Regions from separate parts of the Sus scrofa genome. Here region 2 is linked to region 1. Evidence: chromatin contacts called from public HiChIP or PLAC-seq data. All regions are on one chromosome and are shown on one strand. Each heading gives the region's core, a stretch centred on a gene start, on an enhancer-like site or on the middle of the called end of the contact. The rest is flanking DNA. Distances are from core to core; before and after follow the strand shown. Region 1 overlaps CDH13 (cadherin 13, H-cadherin (heart)). Region 2 holds the start of CDH13 (cadherin 13, H-cadherin (heart)).

Evidence for each region. HiChIP or PLAC-seq counts read pairs in DNA pulled down with a chosen protein or histone mark.
Region 2: a contact with region 1 is called in an H3K27ac HiChIP or PLAC-seq map of skeletal muscle, with 10 times the contacts expected there. The contact joins the promoter of CDH13 here to the enhancer-like site in region 1. A contact is called at or near these places in 7 of 47 Hi-C or Micro-C datasets (embryonic fibroblasts, fetal heart ventricle, heart right ventricle and 2 more) and 1 of 2 datasets of contacts at active chromatin or transcription factors (skeletal muscle).

Annotation. Positions count from the first base shown.
Region 1 is chr6:5,297,408-5,300,139 of Sscrofa11.1, forward strand. All of the region lies in intron 4 of CDH13 (cadherin 13, H-cadherin (heart)), which reads right to left. Among named protein-coding and RNA genes, the nearest start is that of HSBP1, 500 kb to the left of the region's middle. Within about 2 kb of position 1,469, at least 4 of the 83 cell types and tissues checked have an H3K27ac peak or open chromatin away from gene starts, as enhancers often do. A contact at or near this core is called in skeletal muscle, where this site is marked.
Region 2 is chr6:5,830,893-5,833,592 of Sscrofa11.1, forward strand. CDH13 (cadherin 13, H-cadherin (heart)) reads right to left here and starts at 1,296. Exons shown (of 14, transcript NM_001109945.1): 1 at 1,252-1,296. The coding sequence starts at 1,296.

The DNA.
Region 1 (2,732 bases), core at 219-2,718:
CTTTCTGCCCACATGCAAATCTCTGTGGCTTTCAGGTGGGGAAGCTTACCAGCACTGGGGTGACATACAGTGACAAACCTAGGAGGGAGGTCACTTCATGAAGTTTAAAGTTGGACATTTATGTTATTTTTAACTCCCAGGAAACAGACTTTTTTTCTGCAAGCAAGATCAAAGAGGCAACGCAAAACCTTTGACACTTCTCTACTGGGCAGGCATTCATCAAGATTCGAGGTCTTTGTATGAATCCAAATGTCAGCAGTGGCACTTGCCCCACTGCTTGTACCAGGTACACGGTGTTGAGGATGCACTTTACACACGTTAAAAAAAAAAACTCAGACAACAATGCGGGGGTGGGAGGAGGGAACACTATTATCTGCACTTAATGAATGAAATCACTGAGACTCAGAGAGATGAAGCAAGCTTGCCATGGTCACAGTTGTTAAAGAGATGAAGATGGCATTCAGAATCCACCTTCCGTCTCTCTAGAGACACTGCTACCCAACACTTTCATTTCTGAATTTACGTTAAGGTAATTCCCTATAGGTAGTCAGCCTTGATTTGACATTTGAAGAATACATTCAAAAGGCAAAGCTACAGGAAGGCACTTCCAGGTAGATGGAACAGCACAGACAGGCAGCAGGCAGGTGAGAGAGACAAGGAAATTCCAGAATGGCTGGAGTAGAGATGAGGTTAAGAGGTAATTAGATGTCACATTTTATTTTGTTTTTATGTCATTTGAAAGTGTCCAACTAATGAAAAAAATTATTATTTGCATAGGTTAGTTCTAGAGTTTAACCAAGTATTCACGTATATTTAAGAACACTTTCTCATTGATACCTGCAAACATTCATTTGATTATAACAATAAAAAAGTCACAAACACAACAGACATTCAGAAACACAGATGAAAGAAAGCTGATACTGATCTGGCTGCAATCAGTTTATAAGTAAACAGGCACCTATTGGAATACAGTCAACTGGGCCTGGAGGATTAGGTAGCCAGGATAAAAATACCTTCTAGTGGAATTAGAAAGTGGGTGGGGGTAGGGGTGGGGGAGGAGCATTTCTGAGGCCACCATGCCTGCAATTCTGATGCAGGCCACCAAGTGGCAGTGGCGCCTAAGGCAGCATGATCTTCCTGCCAAGATTTCCTCTGCCAGGACCAGTGAGTGGAAAAAGATCATGACACAATTCCATATGGCAGTATAGTTTTCCCTGATTTAAAATATTCTTTATTAAAATACACTGAGAATTTTGATGAAACACCAATTACCTCTGTTTGCATTTTTTAAATTAGGAGAAAATACCATCTTGAAGCAAGACTAAAAATAAGATATGTGACACCTTCTGATGAAAAGAATTTTTAGTCACTGCTTGACTTGATTTAATCCAACTGACATTATCCCCACAGCTTGGAAGCTCCACGAGGTCAACAGTCTCAGCATGTCAGACTCGCCCCTGGATCCCAGTGCCTGGCAAAGTGCCTGGTGTACAGCAGGGACCGAGGCCAATATCTGTTTAACGAGGAGTTCCACTGTCTAGACAAACATGTGTCCCAATCCTAGCTTGGCCAGCGATCCACCCTGTGACCTTGAACACGATTCTTCGCCTCTCCAGCTCTCGATTTCCTCATCGATAATAAAAGGATAATGACATTTATTTCCCAGAGCTGTTGAGAATGTGATGAGATCCTGTGTGCCAAGGAGACTTCCTGGCAGGCGGAAGGGGCTCAGTAAATCAGAGCTGATGGTTACAGTACCAAGGTAAGAGTAATAATCACAACAGCATCAGGACGTTGTTGGTAATGGCCAAGCCTGACACCTCTAGGCAGCAAAAAACATCTTAGCCATAATATTAAAAAACCCCTTTCTGGAGTTCCCATTGTGGTGCAGCGGAAATGAACCTGACTAGGAACCATGAGGTTGCGGGTTCAATCCCTGGCCTTGTTCAGGGGGTTAAGGATCTGGCGTTGCCGCAGATGTGGCTCAGATCCCGAATTGTTGTAGGTGTGCAGCAGCTGTAGCTCTGATTCAACCCCTAGCCTGGGAACCTCCATAAGCCAAGGGTGTGGCCCTAAAAAAGCAAAAGCAAAAAAAAGAAAAAAACCACAAAAAACAAAACAAAACAAAAAATCCCTAAGGGAATATATTTTCTTTTAAAAAATAAACCTCACAAATGTCTCTGGTTTGAAGAGAGAACTGCTCTTGGAAAAAGATTACTGTTGATAGAGTCAGAGTCAAGGTCCAAAGCAGGTGATTAAATAGCTCATCCCACTAGGCAAATGTAATAAGGGAAAAAAGTATGGGAGACCCCTTTAAGTTAATGACCACTCAGGAAAGCAGGCTTACCAACAACAAAACCAAGCAGGCTTGCTTCGCAACAAAAGCATGCAAGAGAAGCCTGAGACATGCCCCCAAACAATAAAACAATGGTAACAGGAGACCCATGTAGCTTCCTAGGACACACTTCTCTGTGCACACTAGCTACAAAAAAATACAGGAAAAGGTGACATTGTACTGAAACCTGACATGATTCGCCGTATTTGAAGACACGTTGGTGCCTTTTTGCTTATTTCCACTGCATCGTGACAGTCCCAGTCTGACCAGGTGGGGACCAGAAAGATCCCCCAACCAACACGGAGGAGGAGCTGATGATGGAAATGTGACCTCTACTCCAGAGCCAGGGCGAAGGTGATCTTCTCCCCCTCCTCGCTTTGGCTTTGTTTGTAAAACC
Region 2 (2,700 bases), core at 46-2,545, 530 kb after region 1:
GCACCCTGGAGTCCTGGCAGGAACTCAACACCCATTCCCAGCACCCTAAGGCACTCCCTGTCTCCTTCTCTCCTCTCTGCCTGGCCCTGACTTGATCTCACCCACCCACTTGTAGGCTGCTAGCTCATGCCAAATCCCATAGGCTGCCAGGAGGGCCAGGGGGACCGGGTCACAGCAACCACAGGCCCCTCTGCTGGGCTGAGCCTGCCCCTCAGCCACCAGCCAGCACCTCCAGCCTGGCCTCCTCAGGGTACTGCTTTCCAGAGCACAAACTTCCTGAGATCTCAGAGGTGGTTGCTGGAGGACCACGTCTCCCTGGCCCACTCTCCGGGTCGCGGGCCCCTCCCTCAAGCCTCAGAGCTCCGAGGGTTAACAAGCAGCTGCAGCCAGGGTGGGCAAGGCTTGAACTTTTCTCCATGCTCGGCACTCGCCTGCCCCGGAACACAGCAGAAGCGGCAGTCTGGGCTCTGAAGCAGAGCTCTAGCGAGCTAGACAAAGGAGGCGCAGGGGGCTGGGGTCTGTGCCCCGCCGGGGGTGAGGGGCTCACACTCAGGCCCTTACCGGCCCGAGATCAAGGAGGGAATGGACCCCAATGCGGGCGAGACGGGCGGCTTTGAGCGACAGCGGCAGCCGGGCTGCGGCGCTCTGCTTGCTCGGCTGGCCGGAGGCGCCTTCCAGCGCGCCGCTGGGCTGGGCGAGGGGGCCCGGGTGCCCCGGGAAGTCGGCGATGCCAGGCCAGCCTCTCCAGCCCAGCAGCCCGCAATCCGGACCGCAGCTGCGCTCCCCCTGCTAGGCACTGGGTTGGAGGAAACCATGACTCCTCGGAGTCACCTCCAACTGAGTCTTTCTCCAGTGCATGAGCCTCTGGAGGAGGAGGTGAATCAAAGTTACCCCACTTGATGCAGGCGAGAATGTCGCCTCTGCCTGCGAAAAAAAGGACTCCGAGCTCTCTCCTCCTCCCCCCGAACGTACGTATACAGTACACACACACACACACACACACACACACACACAGACACACACACAGGAAAGCCGGGTGGGAAACCAGCACACCGCAACACCCCACCACCACTACCACCCCCTCCGCCAGGATGTCAGGGGCTGAGAATGACCTCTCTTCTGAGCCCGAGCTGTCTTTGCCGCCGCGCCTGGAGTCCCCCGACCCCCGAAAGCCCTCTTGCCCAGCCGGCACCAGGCGATCGGAATGCAGAAACGGGGCGCGGGGCGCGCCCAGCAGCCCCTCTTCCCTACCTGGGACAGGAGAACGCACAGGACGAGCGGAGTTCTCGGCTGCATTTTGCCCGACTAGAAGCGCCCGGCGGCGTTTTCATTCATGCACGCGGCTGCACTGAGCATATTTTCCGTGGGAGCCAGGCTTTGAGGAGAGGCTCTGCCTCGCCAGCCAGCCAACTTCCCAAATAGATCAGCGGCAGCATCACGAAAGCATTGGGTAGAGGCTGATGACCAGGACCAATGGCTTTACAAGACGGATTCCTTCATAAAGCTCCCTCATTTTGCATGGCAGATACGGGCGAGCACCTCGCAGAGAGCGAGCCCCTCCGAGGAGGAAGCCAGTTTGGTTTTTTGGACTGTTGGGGCCCAGCCCCACAAATCACTCTGGGCAAAGCCGGCCGATGCCACTTTTCCAAAGAACGGAATTGCATGGGGGACTGGTGGCCACTTCCAGCACAGTGCAAAAGATTCTCTTTATTAAAATGTTAATAAGATCCACTTTATTTCCAATAAATCAAATAAAATGACCCTAGCAGTTCCAGCCCATTCTATGCCTGGAAAGACTTGGCAGTGATTTTTTCTTTTCTTTTTCTTTCTTTCTTTTCTTTTTTTTCTTTTTCTTTTTTTTTCTTTTCCACTGTGGCTCAAATCATGATGGTGTTTGGTGTTTCCCTGCCATCTCACAAATCACGAAGACAACAGATCAATTCTAGCTTGCAGAAAAAAAGTCCATCACGGAGCAATAGATTTTATTAACTGCCCAGGTGAGAATCTAACTGGCTGCCTACTCTACAAATGTGCATCTGGCACCAAAGTTGAGGCCATGATTTGAGGAAACTATTTTTTTCTGTCTGTATTTTAGAGGCTTCTAGCTACCTTCAGGGACTGGGAACAGTAGTAGCCACTGCTCAAGGGATTTTGTAAGTGGGGAGCTATGGGAGTGAGGGTAAGTGGGAGTTTAAGAACATGCAGTAAAGATCTTAGTTGATCATTTCCATGTATCCTCCTTTGAAAAAAAGATTTCAGGTGTTTTGTAATAAAGGCCAATTTTCAGTAGAATTTATACAATCAAAATAAAAAATCTGGGCAAGGAGGAAAAATTCAGAAAACTGAAATGTTAAACCCAAACTCTAATATATTTGCTCTTATCTGGATCTGAGCTTCCTGGTGGCCAAAGCAATAAGATAAACAGGTAAATTACATAGTCTTGTAGAAATTAGTACACAAATATCTTCAGACATAATTTCCCCATTTCTAAATATTGGAATAAATGATGTGACATCCAATAGAGCAAGACACTGACCATGCTGAGATTCAGTGGATTGGGGTATACTCGCAGCATCTGGCATAGGGCCTGGAACATGGAGACAATCATCAGTGTGTATTAAATAGGTGTCTAGACTTAATCAAGAAGTAGCAAAGGGCAGGAAGGGGCAAAAATACTAGAACCACATTGCCTGAGCTTAA